3 separate regions of the Zea mays genome follow, and all the other regions are linked to region 2. The links are chromatin contacts, called in public Hi-C maps. All regions are on one chromosome and are shown on one strand. Each heading gives the region's core, a stretch centred on a gene start, on an enhancer-like site or on the middle of the called end of the contact. The rest is flanking DNA. Distances are from core to core; before and after follow the strand shown. Region 1 holds the start of LOC111347717. Region 2 holds the start of LOC103644279. Region 3 holds the start of LOC100275098.

The links. A called contact is a pair of places that touch in the nucleus more often than the background predicts.
Region 1: a contact with region 2 is called in a Hi-C map of tassel, with 2.2 times the contacts expected there. The contact joins the promoter of LOC111347717 here to the promoter of LOC103644279 in region 2.
Region 3: a Hi-C map of tassel shows a contact between it and region 2, with 2.2 times the contacts expected there. The contact joins the promoter of LOC100275098 here to the promoter of LOC103644279 in region 2. A contact is called at or near these places in 2 of 25 Hi-C or Micro-C datasets (ear and tassel).

What each region holds. Positions count from the first base shown.
Region 1 is chr1:301,511,419-301,514,815 of Zm-B73-REFERENCE-NAM-5.0, reverse strand. It overlaps LOC111347717, which reads left to right and starts at 1,912. Exons shown (of 2, transcript NM_001357524.1): 1 at 1,912-2,123. The coding sequence starts at 2,001.
Region 2 is chr1:301,889,514-301,892,682 of Zm-B73-REFERENCE-NAM-5.0, reverse strand. It overlaps LOC103644279, which reads right to left and starts at 1,613. Exons shown (of 6, transcript XM_020547034.2): 1 at 447-1,613.
Region 3 is chr1:302,197,370-302,200,699 of Zm-B73-REFERENCE-NAM-5.0, reverse strand. It overlaps LOC100275098, which reads right to left and starts at 2,017. Exons shown (of 1, transcript NM_001176994.2): 1 at 1,300-2,017. The coding sequence starts at 1,877. The coding sequence ends at 1,530.

The DNA of each region.
Region 1 (3,397 bases), core at 663-3,162, 380 kb after region 2:
TTTCAAAACTTCGATCTTAAGATATGATACCTTACACACTTGAACAGCTACAGCTAGAAGACAACCAACCAAACGACGTCTAAAGTTCTAGAAGAATATCTTACACATTTGCACATAAGATATGCTTGCATTTGCACATAAGTCATTTTCTTTAAGTCCACTATCGGAGACGCTCGCTTTCCCGAGTGCCACAGACACTCTAGATATCAGTCGTTCTCTTTAAGTCCACTACTGGAGACGCTCGCTTTCTCGAGTGCCACAGACACTCTGGAAAGAATCAAATACACTCGACAAAGCCTTTATTGAGTGCCACGCTCGACAAAACCTGATGTCGGCAATGATCTCTTTGTCGAGTTTTTTTTATGGACACTTGACAAAGTCTTTACTGAGTGCTAATAGGTACTTGACAACGTAAAGTTGTCGTGATGGTTGCAAGTGATGATGATGAAGACTTTGTTAAGTGTATGTGTAGGCACCCAACAAAGCGATGTTCTTTGCCGAGGGCTATCTCAGAGACACTCGTTAAAGAAAGCTTCCATGGGCCCCATGCGTAGTATCTTTGTCGAGTGCTGTCTAAAAGACACTCTGCAAAAGAAAGTTTATGTGGGCCCCACGCGCAGCGTCTTTGTCGAGTGTCTGTGTAGGCACTCAACAAAGCAGCTTTCTTTAGCGAGTGCCATGGTCATAGAACTCGGCAATGTATGTTTTCTGGTGCCCAGATGTGCTTCCTTGTCAAGTGGCCTTTTGTGCTGAGAGTTAGACGGTCGGTCGGCAAAGCATTCTTTGTTGAATGTACAGTTATGACAAAGATAATAGTTGTTGAGTGTAGCCTTTCGCCGAGCGAAACACTCGACAAACCGTATCTTTGTGAGTGCCCGAGATTCCGCTTAATGACTACTTGTATAGTAGTCGTTGTCAGCACGATAAGCTTGAGAAAGTGATACTTTGAATTTTAGAATGACAAGTGCGAGCGAACAAATTTTTTTTTGGTGATTTTAAAAGGAAAATGTAATAGTAACTTTTTGTGGTTTAGGACATGTATGGTTTCTTCTACTAAATGTTAGTCGATGTCACATTAAATATTTGACGCTAGTTAAAAGTATTAAATATAATTCAATTGCAAAACTAACTATACAAATAAAAACTGAACGACAAGGTAAATCTACCAATCCTAATTAATCAATGATTTCCCCTTTAATGATACAATAAATATTTGCTAATCATGAATTAATTAGGCTTAAAAAATTGTCACTTTATTAGGTTTTATCCTTGTAATTAGTTTTGCAGTTAGATTATATTTAATACTAATAGTTTACATTTTAGTAAGATTATATTTAATACTAATAGTTGACATTTCAATATTTAATGTGAAACAAACTAAACTTTAGCCTCCAAAACTAAATACCCTTTTAGGGCTGGTTTAGTGAGAATGAGGTTGAGGACAATGAAAAACATGTGCGGTGTGTTTGCCGTGCCTCAATATGAAAGCTCCAATTTTGCTCCAACGTTTAGTTGGACCAAGAAACAAAATTGTTTGGAAGAGAGAAATATGCGTAGCGCGTCACACCGCTAGTCTAAACAAAAGGCATCAGCGTCCACTTTACAAATTCTATGTATTATTCATATGCAGCGGTCCCAAAATGGCAAAATGCCTGTTAATATAAAACCCATGCATTTTTGAACGGAAAGATCCATCCGTTTTATCAACCATTTGTTCTTCTACGCTGTTCATATATATATATATATATTTATCAACCTCATGCGTTTTCTCATGTCACTGGTTCTGAATCCTCCCTTGGCCCTTTATCAAGGAAAGAAGAACACAGGTCAAGCCCACCTCCATCCCACCACAGAAGCCCACCTGCAGGCCCAGCTCCCTCCCACGCCGGCGAAGCAGTGCTTTCGCCTCGCGTCTCGACAGAACCGTGACAGAAATCCCCATCCCAAGCGAGGGTTTTGCTGCTGCTCCAGCCGGACCCAGGACGAGAAGAAGCGGCGCGATGGCGGTGGGCGACCTGGCGTTCAAGGCGCTGACGGCTGGGCTGGGCGTCGCCACGCTCTACCTCGCCGCCACCTTCTCCGTCAACGTCTACCGCGGCCTCTCGTGGCACTCCGAGCAGTCCGTAAGACCGCCCTCCCCCCATCCCTGTCGATTTGGCTCCCGCCCGCTGATTCGCTGCGCCGGATTCGACCACGCCGGCGCAGTCACCGATGGGCCATTGAACACTGCCTCCCCGATTTGTCTTCTGGACGGACGCGAAGCGATTGTATTACCGTTTTTGCGAAGTGTTCACACGATAATTCAGGCAAACCTGTTTGCTTGCTGTGCGTTAGTGGAGTTGCTTAGGATGAATATGTTTGTTGTTCAGATCAGATGTTTTGTGTAAACATCAAGACCGGATTACTTCTCAATGTTCTTTGTAATGTGAGAACCAAATATCTGCTTTGATTAGTGACCATCTGCTACTTATTAAGAAGAATTCGACCATAGTCTTGCAAATAGGAATGAATGAAGTGGCTTTGTGGGTGCATTCACGTGATTGTTTTTTGTAAGCGTGGCGTGCTTCATTCCATGGTAGGCTTAGATAAAAACTGCCACTTTGGTTCATGTTATAAAAGGATGGAATGTATCTGTATTGCTGTGTACTTCTGTACCGCAGCTCTGCAAGCGTTAACATGATGATCCGGCATATGTAGGGGTGGTAACGGGCTCCAAATTTTACACTGTAAAATTTAAGGATTGGATCATATTTGGATCTTGATCTATTTCTATTCATTCTTGAACTAAAATTAATTAAGGGCTCAAACGAATTGTGAAGAAACATTTGGATCGAGATCCATTACCACCACCCCTAGGCGCACATATTTGCCATTTGTTTCATGTACGGGCAATTGGTGTTACAACTTACAAATTTATTTAACATATCTTTTTTCCAATATTAAGGTTATTGAGTGTTTGATGCAAACTGCAAAAATGGGATTATGGAGCTACCTGGGATGAACATCCTAGCTGTTTAGATAGGATGTTTGTATGCTGCACAGCTGCAGCCTAAGTGGAAGGTTAAATGAATTCTGGATGTTCTTCATGTTATAACTAATGTCTCATTTGGTTTCGATGCTCACATCTGGTTCAGTGTTGGAATCTGGGACCTTCCCCGATCCTCATTGCCCCTGAAATCTGATTAGCATGACTTATTTTTTGCTACAATTTCTTTGGATCTTTTTCTTTACATCCTACTAGAACTTGATGCACCTTTAATTGAGGTGTCAGCAAATCCTGGGGATCATTTGCTTGCAGTGCCAAGTTAGCGGTATTTGTATAGGTAAACCCTCTGTGAATGAATGCAGAATTCAGGTTATAGGCTGGATGCGATTTGAGCTTTAAAAGAGATTGCTT
Region 2 (3,169 bases), core at 364-2,863:
AACAAACAATTAACATGGTGGGAAGAAGTCAGTGAAACTGTTAATGGTCCCCTTTCAGGGATGGTCTCAATTCCCTTGTTATTTTGGGTGCTATAGAATCATAGAAATATATGTGTATTTGATGGCATCTCTCCTAGTATTGCTGCAGTTATAACTCATGTTGGGGAGGAGCGCCGGATATGGGAGTTTTCTGGGGCCAAGGGGTTATCCTTCCTTGCAGCCCCCTTCTAGAGGTGATTTAGTTCATTGGTTGGTAGATCGATCTTTTTGTGTATGTTAGATTCTGGCCGCCGTGAGGTGGTTCTTTGTACTTCGGTCTTATTGGACCTTGTATTTTTCTTATTATTATTAATATAATGATATGCAGGAACTTATTAATATAATGATATTCAGCTCTCCTGCGTGTTCGAGAAAAAAACATGAAAACGATGAATTTTAGTAGGTACCTTGGGAGCAGCTATGTCGTGTCCACTACCCAATGCTAGCGCTACAGCAGAAATATTGCGAAGACGCCCTAGTGTGGAGGATGAGGAACTTGCTAACTGTCGATGGTGTAGTTTGATGCAAATCTGCAGGGAGCTTCTGATGTCACTTCTTACTTTGCCTTTAAATTCTGCTCTCGCTGCTTTCACAGTTTCACTACAGTGTGAAGGCACGTAGGTTCTTTGCTTTGCTTGGTGTGGGAGCCAAAGGATAAAGCTGGAATTGTGCCTTGCTCTTTAAACAAATGCACCACACGCACCGACGCACTGTCCCTTACAACAGCCATGCCATGGCCCAGCCCTGGACATTATAGCGCTTCTCTCGATGCCGTTGAATTTTTTTGAATTTCTCTTTGGTGCCATCAAATGAAATAACAGATTCCCTCAGCACCATTTCCGTCCATGTGCTGTTAGTGGGGTGTTATTTTGGCAGGAAATTGACCATTTTGCTCCTTCCAAGCAAACCAAGTGAATTCTGCCCCTTTTACTTCAATGCCATTGTAGGTGAACAGGAAGCATGAGTTTATTTGTGCATCGCATCTCTAAACTCATCGACAGCTTCTCTGCCACACATAGAGCACCTCAAGTACAGTACGAATTCAACAGTGCATTTTCACCTGTTGAGAAGGAACCCGTTCCAATTTTCTCATGAACTTGCTTTGCCAAGCCCAAATGCAGGCAACACGGCAACAAGCGAGCCATCTGATCTGACAATGCATCGCCGCTTCTCGGGAGCTCCCTGGACCAGGACACAGCATCGTGGCCGCGACCAAACCGCAAGAACGAAGAGATGACACTTACTTCCAGCCTTCCAGGTGATGACGCTCCTTACCGTCATTTGACCGAACACCTTCAGCGCTTCGTCGACCAGAATAACCCCACTAGCGATCCCCCGTGACCCGTGTCTTGAGGATATTCAGGTACAGCTGCGCGGTGCAGAAGGCGGTGGTGGAAGGCGATGAGAGGAGCGAAGGGAACGTGGTGGCCTGGTGGGGGCGACACCCCCCCGATCGCCAGCATGCTCGCCTTCCACGCTCCTCTGCTCCACGTCGACGGCACTCGTCGTCACTCGTGGTGACTAGTGACTTGGTGAGCCCAGAGTGTCATTGGACGAGAGGTAGTGAGTCCCGCTCGTCAGCGAAAGGTGAATGAAAACACTATTCTTGACAATATAGAATTTCTTTAATATTCTTAAAACTATTTCTAAAAATAACAGCAAAGTATTTTTCTCTATTACCATAAATCACCGATTTCTATGGTCACCTTACGTCACCACTTTTATTAAAAAAAACTTACCACCTCAAGCGTGTGACTCACGCCTTGCCTAGCAACCCGATTATCTCTTGAATGTGCAATCAACCATGCAATTATCACGAGTGACGATGTATAGTTGAACAGCTAAGGGAAAAAACAGTTTTGTGCCTATGAAGTCAGTGGGACAAGAACATCCAAGTAAAAGGAGGAGGCGGCATCATCGGTGATGTATGGCTCAACAACAGAGAGAGAGAGGAGGAGGCACTCTGGATAACGAGTTTAGTTTTGTATTGAGATGAGACACCCTAGATCATCGTTCTAATCGTTGTGCGCTAATATTATCGAATATTTATGTGTCGTCACAACACACGAGCATTATACTATTTTCCTAAGGGCCCATTTGTTTCTCTTCATTTTGAGGAATTGGAATCTAACTAATTTAGTAGGCTATTTTTTTAGAACGTGACATTCCATAACTTTCCAAAGTGTATATATAAGTCTATCTCAAATTCATGTAGTAAGAGATAGAAATTGATTCTATAGATTTACATGCTACTTTTCTAATGTACATAACACACTCTTCTATTTGCTTCTCTATAACATAAATATAGTGTATAACTATCCCTCTCACATGATTTAGGATAATATACAAATATATTACATAGACAAATATACTAACTTAATTAATTTTGTCTAAACTATAATTATTAGAATGGAATTCCAACGAAACAAACGGGGACTAAAAGTAATTCATTTGGTCACATTATTTTCTCTAACACAGCTAATATTGTGCAAACTCGCAGCCTCACGTGGCCTGCCACATTGGCAGGTACACACGCAGTGGCGGACGTAGAACAGAAATTTATGGGTAGCAAAAAACTATAGGACGAAATCAAGTAAGATCGTAAGAACTGGTGTTATATAGGCGTAGGTGTTCCTGTGGCTCGGCTACTTTCTCCTTAGTCGGGACGTCCTCCGTTCCTAAGGGCTTTCGCATTAGGACTAGAGCGAGGCAACGAAACGTGTTCATTTTTTGAAACTGCGAGAAAAAAGGCAACATATAGGAGGGGTTTCCCCTTCCGGCCTCGAGGGAGGCTCGTTTTGAAAGCAAGGCCGAGCCTCTCTCGAGAACAATTCTTTATTGAATATAGAGGACATAGTATAAATAGGCATGTGTGCCTAAGGGTAAAAACGACATAGGGCCTGTTTGTTTCGGCTTCTGGCAGCTTCTGGCCACCAAAAGCTGCTGCAGACTGCCAAACGCTCAGCTTTTCAGCCAGCTTCTATAAAATTCGTTGGGGCAAAAACCATTCAAAATCAACATAAACACATAATCGGTTGAGTCGTTGTAATAGTAGGAATCCGTCACTTTCTAGATCCTGAGCCCTATGAACAACTTTATTTTCCTCCACACGTAATCGTAATGATACTCA
Region 3 (3,330 bases), core at 768-3,267, 310 kb before region 2:
TGGCGGTGGGTAGTGCTGCGAATATGGCCAGAGTTTTTTTTTTTTTTTGGGCCAGCACGAGCACGGCACGAAAATAGGAGTCTAAAGTACGACCCGACACGAAGTAATACGGACCGAGATAGCACGGCTCGAAGGCGGGTCTGAGTTGAGCCTTAAATTCTGGTCTGTTACCTTTGACACGGCCTGCACAGATGGGCCAGCACGACATAATTAAACCTAAGTTGTTTAATTTCTTTAATTTAGTAACCTATCAACCTTATATTGTTGTGTTATTTATAGTTTATGTGGTCAGATGATGTTAGAATTATTTAATATCTTTAATTTAGTAGGTTATGGACTTTAAGTGGGTGTAACATTTTGATTTTATGTGTTCGAATATATGGGTCGGGCTTAGACCGGCATAGCCTAACAAAGACACATCGTGCTTTAGGGCATGACGATGGGCTTGGACTGAGCCGACCCACTAGCTGTGGGGCTGCCCAGTGTTGCTGGACAGGAGTACATCTGCAATGCAAAAAAAAAAAAAAAACCATAAATGCGGTTTTAAGATGGCACCGGACGACGACCAGATGCGGGGATCTGACGGCAGCAGATAATGCGGGGTGGTTCTTGGAAGGGAGATGCTGGCTTGGGAAAAGAAATAAAGAAAAGAGCCGCTGCACTGCATCGCCCTCGCTGCGTCGCAAGGAATGGAAATCCTGCTGCGCGCTGGCCGCTGGTCTTTTGACCGCGACACGCGCTTGAAATAAAGCTGGGGCCTGAACCTGATGGGGAGCTTGGACTTGTTGGTTTCTGGGCGCTCTCGGTCTCCCTGCGAGTGCGACTGCGACTGCAAGGTGGACATCCTGTCTGCATGATTGGCTTTCGTTTCGTGCCGTCCCATCACAAGCTCAAGCATCGCAACACACCTCACTGACACGGGAACCCTCCATTTGCAGTCGCAGTTGCAATTCGCGAGGACAAAGGGCAGAGAGGAGGGTTTAGGCTTTCTCCGGTGACATTCGGATGCGAATGCGTATTTAGGGAGTCCGTGAGCCGCTGCGTCTGTGCATTTAACTGGAGTGCTCCAGCAGCTCTCTTATCCGGCCTCGTATTGCTGTTTCCGGCCATATCGCAGTTATCCAGAATATGCGAGGAGGAGAGAGAAGTGTGGATTTGCGCATGCTGAAGCCAGGCCTCCAATTATGCGATACCATATACGCATGCTGCTGGGATCGGTACAATACGTAAATTGAGGATGCGAGCCCCTTTACGAATCCTGCTGGAGAAAGCCTTACAGACAGACACTTTGTTCGAGCAAAAAACCAAAATTACTACTAGACGATTCATTCATTCTAATTTAATTAGGCACTCAACTCCACTCCACGGAGCAGCAGTCCAAGTTATCAAACAAACAAACAAACAACACACGCACCGGCTAATCCATGTCTAAAGTAAGCTCACCTTCTCACTTTCACACACACGCACGCACGCACGCCAACCAAGGGAGACGAAGCAAAGAACGCTTCGAAACCTTGTGCAGTGCAGTCCTACCAGAAGCATGCAGACTCGGCGGCACCGGCGGCGGCGGCGGCGCGGGGCCTGCCGGCGCCGGAGAGGCGGCCGTAGCGGGAGGAAGAGCGGCGGCGGGCGGCCCAGCCGAAGCAGAGGCGGAGGCGCGCGCGGAGGCGGCGGAGGCCCGTGGCGGCTGCGCGGCGCAGGCGGCGCATCCCCGCCCAGACGACGCGCCTGGCGCGGGCGCGCGGGGGGAGCGCCGCCGCCGCGTCGGCGTCGCGCGAGAAGTGGTAGCTGCGGAGGAACAGCTGCCGCCGCTCCACCTGCCGCTCCCACCGCGCCATCTGCTCCAGGTACGGCACGGACGCCACGCGGACGGACATGGCGGCGCGGCGGCGGCGACGGCTCTTTCGTCCCTTCGTCCTTGCCCCTGCCCCTGCTGCTATATATATGCTCTGCGTCGCGTGTCTAGGGAGGAGGCGCAGACAGGAACGGCTCTGCGACGTGGGATGGGAGTTGTGGACGTGGAAGAGGACGAAGGGGGAGGGGCAGAATTAATAGTGTGGTGGGCTGGTGGCGGGAGTCGCGGCGGCGAGGGGGAGGGAGGAGACGAAGCGGAGGAGGCGTTTTGGTTTTTTTTTGGCTGCGCGAGGGGAAGGGCAGGGGAGATGTTTGGAGTGGGAGAGCGGAGGGTGGGCGGCTTTATGCTTTCTTGGACGTTTTGCTTCCACAAATCGACCTCCCCGATTTTTTTTTTTTTTTTTGGCTAGGCGGATGGATGGGTTGGAATTTTAGCACTCTCGTTTATTTGACGCAACGAGTAAACCGTTATATAACCTGGCAGGCCACTATAGCTTAGCGGTCAAGTTCAGAACACAAACTAGCTAGCTAGCTAGCTCATTTCTAGTTTAAGTAACTCGTACTCGATCGTGAATCAGCGCTTTAAATATGAACAATGAAGCATCCATGCTTACACTATTTGAGTTACTATATATATATATATATATATATTTACCATTAGTCTATCGTTGGTTTATGTCTAATTGATTTTTTTAAGGTATGAATGAAAACAGAAAGGGTCACTGGGTCAGCACTTTTATGTAGTAGGACAATGTTATTGGAAGCTTAATACCACTTTTATTAATTAATTAATCCACGACGCAGACGTCAGTCCACGCACGACGAAGGCCCGCTACGCTTTCCCCTTCCCCCGTCTCTGTTTTTTGCACGCAAGAAGTGTGAGCGTTTAACAGCACGCGCCGTTCCGGGGTGGGTGGGTCCACCAACCCATGATGAATGGCTGGCAGACGGGGTATTGCTATTGCTATGGGTGTTACTCCATCGTACCGTAGTTAGTACTTAATCTCTTTGAAAAAGTCAACTGTGTTTTTACTCGCATCGAACGTACGTACAGTACGTACTCTACAAAATATAACATTGGCATTTCGCAGTTCATGATTAACGTTGTTTATAGTAGTACTATCCCATCCCTTGTGGTGGTGTGGTGTACGGACGGCGAAAGGACCGTTGGATGGGACAGGATCTGACCCCTCCCTCACGTGATACGATCATCTCCACCACCACGCCCTGCGCTTTCTGGATTCTCCAAAAATCCGCTGCCAGCCAGCCAGCCTCACCCTCCTGCCAATCCTGGTGGATTTTGTTTCCTTTTTTCTTACTGCACGGACAGGTAGGTGCGATTAAATGTTTGGGCAGAATGTTTCCGATTATCTGCGCAATTCGTTGCGAGTTTCTGTGTAGACAATACGTAATAAACATACGAACCGTGTGTTTGTTGAATACTGAAAATCGTGAGATGGTTCTAATTTTTCTTTT